2 separate regions of the Arachis hypogaea genome follow, and region 2 is linked to region 1. Evidence: chromatin contacts called from public Hi-C data. All regions are on one chromosome and are shown on one strand. The core of a region is the stretch at or near the end of the contact, and the rest is flanking DNA. Distances in the headings are between cores, read along the strand shown.

The links. Hi-C and Micro-C count contacts between places; a contact is called where the count stands out from the background.
Region 2: a contact with region 1 is called in a Hi-C map of leaf, with 4 times the contacts expected there. The contact joins the promoter of LOC112794751 here to the enhancer-like site in region 1. A contact is called at or near these places in 6 of 8 Hi-C or Micro-C datasets (leaf and an unstated tissue).

The regions. Positions count from the first base shown.
Region 1 is chr4:22,394,291-22,399,299 of arahy.Tifrunner.gnm2.J5K5, reverse strand. LOC112796516 (histone-lysine N-methyltransferase ATXR7) reads right to left here. Exons shown (of 19, transcript XM_025838995.3): 17 at 4,649-4,762; 18 at 3,636-3,699; 19 at 2,709-3,003. Among protein-coding and RNA genes, the nearest start is that of LOC112796516, 12 kb to the right of the region's middle. Within about 2 kb of position 1,934, at least 2 of the 3 cell types and tissues checked have open chromatin away from gene starts, as enhancers often do.
Region 2 is chr4:23,032,356-23,037,364 of arahy.Tifrunner.gnm2.J5K5, reverse strand. LOC112794751 reads right to left here and starts at 2,347. Exons shown (of 5, transcript XM_025836734.1): 1 at 2,321-2,347; 2 at 2,123-2,225; 3 at 1,590-1,657. The coding sequence starts at 2,347.

The DNA.
Region 1 (5,009 bases), core at 685-3,184:
ACCATCTCCTTAAAAGTGCTCAAGTGCTCCGACATTGATTTACCTTTAATATACTTCATATTAACAAGCTTCCTTATCAAGAATGCTTTGTTTTGCACATTCTTCCTCTCATATAACTCCTTCAATTTCTTCCACATATTCTTGGCATTCGTTTCGATGTCAACATGTGGATACACACCAAGATCAAGCCATTGCCTAATCAAAGGGGCTGCCTTCCGATTCAGCTTCTTCCATTCAGCATCGGATTTAATGCCTTTGGATTTATCCTCCTCCACAAGATTATACAAGTCCTTGCTATACAACATATCTTCCATGAGGGTCTTTCAAATTGAATAATTTTGGGAATTCAATTTAACCATATTCGGTCCATGAATATTTTCCTCCATTTAATCAACACAGAGATAAACAACCAAAGCTCTAGATACCACTTTATTAGAAAAATTCAATAAAGGTTCAAACAAGAACCTGTCTAACAGTGGAAGCACAAAAAAATAATTTTTCCACAACCTGTGCAATTGAATACCAAAGATACTCCAAGCAGCAAATATAATGACAGAAATTAAATAATTAGACACCAGAATTTTAACGTAGGAAAATTTCCAAAAGAGGGACAAAAAATCTACGAGACCTAATCCAGAAAAATCTGCCACTATCAAAATAATGGCTACACAAACAATCTTCTTAATAGCACCAAGACATCTCAACAATCAACAAAATACATCATCAAAACTGATGGAATCAATATAAATCCTCCACAAAGTGGGTATCTCAAATTAGACAAAAGAGAAAGCAATATAACTAATAAGTTATATCCTAATATTCATCTCTACATCAGAAATAACATACTAAAATTTCATAATAAATAAAACACGTTTACCGATTCAATCGGATCAAAAATAACTTACCCTTTTTTCCCAAATTTTCTTCTTCTCCCTCGATGATGAACCCTTAATGTTCCTTTTTTCTTTTTCTTTCAAAATGAGAGAGCCTTGAACTCGTTCTCTCTCCCTTTTTTCTTTTAGCCACTCCTTTTTTATTTTTTTTATTTTTTTTATGTTGTGTAGACCCCACTTGAAATTGGAGATCATAAACGCTTCCAACTAGCCTAAGCGGACTTGAATTTTGTGACGAACTCCCTGAAAAGAAGCTATGCTAAACCGACCATATCCCATATTCATCCCAATATACTTATGAAGATCACAAGTGAACCGAAAATCAGAAATGCTAGAAAAAATCTCCTATGTCCTTCTAGTTATATTCAAAGAATGGACTACTCTAGATTTATCAACATTTATCTTCAAGATTAACTACACAATATAATCACAATTTCAAGATGCTGAGATATATAGATGCAGATATTTTAAAAGGTAAAAACTCAGGTGAAGTCGACTTCACGTGAAGTTGATATCTAAAAACTGTTAGATGAAAATTTAGTTAAATCAGTTAAATTATCTAACAGTTCTCAGGTATCAACTTCATATAAAGTCGAATGCACCTGAATTTTCACCATTTTAAAAACCTAGATCGAGGTCTTTTAAAATTTTGAGTTGATGTTGAACATTTGCCGTAATAAGAAAGTGAAATAAAGTGAAGTAAAGCGAAAAAAACAAACGCGAAAGAATACAAGTTCTATTTCAAACTAAGAAAGTGAAGTAAAAATAAAAATATATTGTCGTATTAGCCATTATTTGATTTTGACTTCAGCAGGTAAGAATCTTTCCATTTCTTTCGAAGCCAAATTGACAACGGATGCTTTCTTTCCTTCGAAACACTGTCGATAGATAATGCATATTCCTTTTAATACGATTTGATCATGCTAAATAAAATCGAATTCGATCTGCCTAATTTATGGATCGATCTAATACCAATCCGAATTTTACAGATCGTATCTGATCATTTCGAAGATAAAGAGGAGCAGATATCAGAAGCATGTAGTATAGCGGATCGGATCATAGAGGCCCAAATATATATATATATATACACACTTCACTAAATCAGAAAAATGTTCTATGAACATAAGAAGTCATTAAATCAGTTCTGATGTATTTATCTATATTTATACATTTGTTTTACACATTTTTTCGAACAAAATAATTAAACGTCTCATAACAAAATCAAATTTGTCATGATAGAATAATCAAATAATTTTATATTAACATAGTTACTTTTTTTACAAGCATCAAATATCTATATTCTTATTTCTTATACGATGGCTGAAATTTTTGTATTATTATAAATCTATTGTTAGAGAGAGTGACAACTCCCCCGTTGGTTTGTAGGACACCTCAATGGGTAGAGGATAACTGATCCAAAGTAAACTTTGTATGAACAAGATAAGTATATCTGGATCCAATTTGAATTAAATTAAAACTAAACTTGATCAACTAAAATTTAAATATTAACTAAATTTATCAATTTCAAATCAATGTAAAATAGAAGTGCATGATATGGTGTTTTTCTTGAAATTTTGTTCTTCATGTAAAATACAAGTTTCAAAATCATTCTTAATACGTTTTTTTTTTTAAATTATCCATAATGTTTCAAATATGCTTTAATTATATTCTTCGAATTTAATGTCACTAGTGGAGATACTAACATACAATCCTATGCCTCAAACATGTTTCAAATTTTAGTGGCTAGTAGAAAGGTTTTTAATAAAAGTGGTTTGAATTAATAAAAATACCACACGAACACACACAACTAAATTATTAACCATCAAGTCAACCAGCATGCATTTATGTAGTGTATATTATTTCACATAATTTTTTTAATAAAATAATAAATTACCGGAATAGTCAAATCTATCATAATAAAATTTGAGTTGTTAAGTTGGGTGGTCAAACCTACCCAATTGTAGAAATAACATTCCTTAGAAGAGAAAAGTGTACATATTTCAACTACATGGGCTGTGAAGTGAAATGGCAGCCAAAATTGGTTGAAAAACTTACATTTTGGAAAGCTTGAAACTTGCAATCCTCCTCCTTTGTCCGGGCTGGGAACCGGCTGTGTAAGGTTAATATAAGAACACAGGCGGAGTTAATTGCTTAAACCACGAGACATCATACACACACAATAGATCTTGCCGGTTGCCACGTTTGAGAACTTAAGAGTAGAAGTTAAAGAACATACCCCATTTTAAAGATAAATTAGCTGTAAATCTGCGCAATGGGTACCCTTTTTTTTATAAAAATTTAATAAATATTTTAAAAATTAATATAAATTTTATTTTGGTTTAGGGTTTATAATGAGAATCAAAGGATGAAAGCTGAAGCGTTGAATCTTACATGAATGGTCAAGAGATTATAAAGTCACATTACTTCTTTGTGCGATCGTGTAACCTTTTAGTTACTTATAATCCTAGCATTCGTTTCTAGTTATACGAACCAAATTTTGTTGGCCTCTCTAATTATAACCATTACTCTCGTATCATATCAATTACAAAGAGCAACTCAAATGGAATTACATTTATGGTTTCAATCTGACGTGTATATAAAGTGGAACCTTTCAAACATTTTACTTTGCATTTTACCTTAGGTTGATGATATTGGTCACCTTATTTCCTGAGGAGCTGTGGGTTGAGGGAATCAATTGATAAACAAAAAATGCATAACAAGGGACGGAAAAGAGAAACGTACCAGTAGGCACAATCCAACTCGGCAAAACTAACACGGTTTTTTCCTACTTGAGCTACTCCTGCAACTGCAACCATAGGAATTGAAAAAAAGGAGGGAAGTATAATAAATATAACAGAAGAGGCTCCAATAACATCAACATATTCTTGTACTTGAAAGGATACATCATCACTTATCAAGCTTCCCACAAGAGGCGTCTTTTCCCACCGCCAATTAACCATTGTACATGGATTGGTACTACTATACACATTTCTTCCTCAAATGATACCCACCTCTTAATTTGAACATGGGAAATAAATGTACCAAAAATAGGGTATAATTAATATTTAAATTTCAAGTAGACACTAGTAATAGTTTCTTATTTGTAGAGTGGATATTACAGTGACATGAAAAACTAATACTACAATTTTTGGCCCAAAACACAATTAGTATATATACCTGAGAATCTCTCGTCAGAAATGGCAGTTTTTCAAATAGAACTAAAGATTCATTTATTTCAATAAAATCTTTCCCATTTGCCTATTTTTAGGACATATTTCAACTCCCCCCTTCTTAAATGGGAGATCCAAAAACCCATTGCTAGTTTTGTTTAATATATGTATGCAATCTCACATTCTCACCAAGTAAAAATGTTATAAATTGATCATGCAGCTCAAGAAATTCTAGAAAATGAATATATTCAATAAGTTCAAAAGGGTTGATATCAAAACCTAACAATGTACAATCCATTTGTATAAGTAATTGCAATACCATTATTATTGGTCAGAGGATACATCAATTGTGCCAGTTATTGAGACGTAGCCACCAACACAATTCCAACGAATCTTTGTTATAGAAATTAAAGGGTGTGGAAAAGAGAGAGAATTAAGGAGTGAACGAGGGAGTTGTAATTTTCAGTAACATGCACTACTCATATTTCCAAAGCTTTTTCCTCGTTAAAAGAATTAGGAATCTTTTCACTATATCATATAAACAAGTAAAGAATTATTTACAGCTTCTAAGAGGAGAAACTCAACTGCCACAAAAAGTCTACAAGAGTGCACGCGAGTTATTTCATCACCGAACAAGGAGGCGACCCAAATTGTATATCAATCACCATTGGCCTATCAACAATGATGATGATCCATAGCCTGAAAAATCATAATACTCAAATCAATAACCCAGAACAGATGCAGTTGACAGATGTCTTTATTTTATTTTCAGTCATCATCATCATCTTAATCGTCATCAACAATATACAAAGTTCACAAATGAGAAGAGAACAAAGCTATCACAATTGATAAGTAAAGACATGCAGCAAATTCTAAATCAGACAACCTGTATTATGAAAAGTAAATGATTACACTAATTGGTAGTTGAAACTAGATTAGTTTTCCT
Region 2 (5,009 bases), core at 1,098-3,597, 640 kb before region 1:
GGATCTAGCTACTTTTTAGTATATTTTTATTAGTTTTTATGCAAAAATTACATTTCTGGACTTTACTATGAGTTTGTGTGTTTTTCTGTGATTTCATATATTTTTTGGCTGAAATTGAGGGACCTGAGCAAAAATCTGATTCAGAGGCTGATAGAGGACTGCTGATGCTGTTGGATTTTAACCTCCCTGCACTCGAAATGAAATTTTTGGAGTTACAGGAGTCTAAATGGCGCACTCTCAATTGCGTTGGAAAGTAGACATCCAGGGCTTTCCAGCAATTATAATAGTCCATACTTTGCTCAAGTTTAGACGACGCAAACTGGCATCTAACGCCAGCTTTCTGCCCTATTCTGGTATCAAACGCCAGAAACAAGTTGCAAAGCAGAGTTAAACGCCAGAAACAGGTTACAAACTGGTGTTTAACTCCAAGAATGGCCTATGCACGTGAAAGCTTCAATGCTCAGCCCCAACACACACCAAGTGGGCCCAGAAGTGGATTTCTGCACTATCTATCTTAGTTTACTCATTTTCTGTAAACCTAGGTTACTAGTTGAGTATATAAACTACTTTTAGAGATTTATTTTGTACCTCATGACATTTTACATCTGAAATTGTACCTTTGACGGCATGAGTCTCTAAACCCCATGGTTGGGGGTGAGGAGCTCTGCAGTGTCTCGATGAATTAATGCAAGTATTTCTGTTTTCTATTCAATCTCGCTTGTTTCTATTCTAAGATGTTCATTCACACTTCAACATGATGAATGTGATGATCCGTGACATTCATCACCATTCTCAACCTATGAACGTGTGCCTAACAACCACTTCCATTCTACCTTAGATTGAATGGATGTCTCTTGGGTTCTTGGCTCACGAGTTTGACTGCCTCTCCTGACAACAGAGCATTCAAATTCGTGAGATCAGAGTCTTCGTGGTATAAGCTAGAATCAATTGGCAGCATTCCTGAGATCCGAAAAGTCTAAACTTTGTCTGTGGTATTCCGAGTAGGATCCGGGAAGGGATGACTGTGACGAGTTTCAAACTCATGAATGTTGGGCATGATGACAGACGCAAAAGGATCAATGGATCATATTCCAACATTAGTGAGAACCAACAGATGATTAGCCATGTACATGGACCCTTTTCACTTAGAGGACGGCTGGTAGCCATTGATAATGATGATCCACCAACATACAGCTTGCCATGGAAGGAGACCTGCGTGCGTGAAGAAGAAGACAGTAGGAAAGCAGAAATTCAAAGGACAAAGCATCTCTAAAACTCCAACCCATTCTCCATTACTACGTAACAAATATTCATTTCATGCTCTTTCACTTTTTACAATTAAGACTAAAGAACCATACTGATATTCTGACTAAGAATAATAAGATAACCATAGCTTGATTCAAGCCGGCAATCTCCGTGGGATCGATCCTTACTCACGTAAGGTATTACTTGGACGACCCAGTGCACTTGCTAGTTAGTTGTGCGGAATTACTTAGTGTGAGTGTAAATTTCGTGCACCAATAATAGTTCGCATAAGCTTCATATTTCAAAAAATCTAATCAATCATTCAGATGACAGATTCAAAATACCTTTCCAAGATGAGGTGCCATTCCAAGAGTTGAGAAGCACTTGTCAACTTTAAGTTTATTATTACCACCTGTAGTAATTAATACAAATACAAATTCTATTAGATATGAATAACATAAGCACAAAAAACAAAAAAGCCTAACACATAGCTTAGGGTTTTATATTATTGGTATTAAAACTAAAAATTTATCATTGCTAAAGCATGGAAGATAAGCTTAATATCTCCTCTGCATAACTAATGGCACACAAATGTCTCATAACTAACATAAGCATGTGATTAACAAAACACATTTTCCTACATCAGCACGCTCGAGTTTGACATGTCAAAATGAATATTTGAATCTCAAGGAAAAAAACTATAATGGGAAAAAGCTATAATATCAATTCATATGATGAACATTACACATACACAGAAGGGAGAAAGGGAAAGAGGAAGAAAGAGAAGGAGAGGGACAAAGAGAGGGAATGAGGGAGAAAGATATATATATATATATATATATATATATATATATATATATATAAATCAGTTTATTACTAGCAATATCCTCAATAAGTTCTTTACCACCAATTATATTAGCTCCAGCATTTCTAGCTTCTTTTGCTTCTGCCCCTTCTGCAAAAACAGCCACAGTGACGGCCTAAAAGATGTAAATAATTAAACTACAAAAAGATGTATTGACTACAAAAATAGCATTCCAATCATTCATATTTTTCAATGTATTGACTAATTAACATGGTCATAGAGAACTTGTGCGGGCATGGGTTAATCCCTTTAGCCTTCTGATCCGCAAGGTACTTAAGCCTGTTCTCAAGGTATTACTGCACCCAAAAAGATATGGACTTTTATATTACAGCTCATAACCAACTCAATAAACCCTGATAATCAACTCTAGCTAACTCCTAACCAACTCAACAAACTCTATAATCAACTCTAGCTAACTTGGACCACAATTCTGTTGCCCTGTTGCATAACTACTTTCCTGTTTTTGAACTGGACTTCATAGTCTCTATAGAAAATTGAAACAATAAAACTTACGGGTAGAGGTGTAAGTTACTGAACCGGACCGAAAATTACTGCAGAACCAAATCGAAATTTATAACAACTGATTGAAGAACCAAAAAAATTGGTTTTTTTTGAACTAAACCGAACGGTTCGATTCGGTTTTTGGTTGACTTTGCTAAAATCGAACCGAACCGAACCGAACCGAAGAGTGAGTGTTCAAAGTTGCCCTTTAACCTAGGAATAAAAGAGTTGCCATCAGCCAAATCCCTAACTTTCTTCTTCCCCTTTTACGTGACACACTCACAACTCACTTCCATCTCCTATTCTTCCACCTCTGAGTGTCTGACCTCCATGCCAGAGAGAAGGAGAGCCTGAGGGAGCCAAAGTGACAGAGTGTGTCGTCCATTCATCTCCGTCGTAGGGTAGCCACCACAACAAACCCTAAGCCGAGCAGCACTCCAGTCCAGTCCGTCGCCGAGCAGCAATCCGCGCGGAGCAACACTTTAGTTGCCGAGGAGCACTCCAGTCGCCGAGCAGTCTAATTCGAGCTCTCTCTTACAAGCTGCAAGTCTACAACTTCTTCTTCCGAGGTTAGAATTTGATTTTCAAATTTTTATGGTTGATTATCCTACAGAACTTACTTCCAAAACAATTAAATGAATTAATTACATCCTACATAATTTTTATTGTTGTTGCTTTTACTGTAATGTGTTTTGCTACGAGTGAAATAGAGCCGTTAGAAACTACCAAGCTCCATGTTTTTAACAACCCATTTGGATTCTTAGATCATTAGATGTAGAGAATTAGAAAGTAATGAAAAGCAAAAATTCTATACTCGGTGAGTGATGATGATAACATATGGTGATGTAAAATGATATGAAACCAAATTAGCGTTGCTTGACAACGAGTAATATATTCGGAGAAATCTAAGGCTTCAGATGTGACTTCTTTAAAACTCTCTTCAATTTATACTATTTAACTAGTACCTGCCTTCTTCATTGTTGACGAATAAATGAAAAAAAAAGGTTGGAGAACTATTTTAATTTATAAATTGTAACTATTACTTAAATCATTTTAAGTGTAACGACTAAATTCTTGGATTTTTCTAGGAATGGAAAAATATGTAAACATAATATGTTTTTCTTTGTTTTCACATGGACGTTTGTGATTTTATATGGTTTTTTAAGGCATGACTACTCTTTAGCACTTTCCTGTGTCATGAACTGCTCTTAGCACTGAACCAATTACACCTGGTTTTTGTTGTTGTTCATCATGATCATGGTTTTTAGTTTTGTTAATTTCTTCAAGATCTTTTGCAGTTTGTTCAGCTCTTTCTTCCTTCAATTTCTTGACTCCATGATTGATGATGCTAATAATCACTCAAATGTATTTTGCTAATATATTAATTTGTTATGGATGTGAAAGAATCAAGGTGGTGTTTGATAATATATATGATAAGATTATAAGGATAGTATAGAAGGTTAATTTGTGTAGGTTGGTGTGAGTGGAAACCTGTTAATAGAATAGAAAAGGTTATGACATGTGGCAACCATGTTTGGGAGGTTTGACATGTTGTGTTTGATAAGTAACATGACATATTCTACATTGTTCTCACTTCTAAGAATTCTTAAAGCATTATTATTATTATTATTATTATTATTATTATTATTATTATTATTATTATTATTATTATCTTTAATTTGTTATCTTGTTTCATAATTTGTTATTTTTGTTTTGTTTTGTTTTGTTTTTTTTTTAGAAATTACACTAATCGGAGAAGATAATGATGAGTCTGGTGTGAATTCAGATTTAGCATGGTGGCTGTTTGATTTTTATTTGGTTTAAAGTGGTTGTTTTTGTTTTTAGTATGTTTTAAATTATGTTTGTTTTTGTTGTTTGCTAAACATTTTTAATTGTCTTTGTTTTATGTTTAATTGTTAGAACAAGTTGAATTTGTATTGAATTTGAATGTGCTATACTCTTGTTATTCTAGTTTATTGGCGATTTTAAACTTCATTTTATGGTAATTTAAATTCTGATTATTAGGTTTAAACAAACCGAAAAAATCGACCGAACCAAACCGATGGTTATTCGGTTCAGTTCGGTTCGGTTGTCTAGAAAGCAGCCAACCGAATGGTTGGCATCATTGTAGAACCGAACAGGTCGGTTCAGTTGGTTTTCGGTCCAAAACCGAACCAAACCGAACTGATTACACCCCTACTTACGGGTGTCTTAAAACTTTTAGCAAACTTCAAATATAAAAAATATACTTTACCCAATTTTATAATTATTTGGATTTATATTATTTAGGAAGGATATTGCAGAACATTTTTCTCTGTTTTTGACTGGCTAAAATTTTTAGATATGGATAATTTTAATGTGAAATACGATAATATTTGTTCATTTTGGTATTTTACAC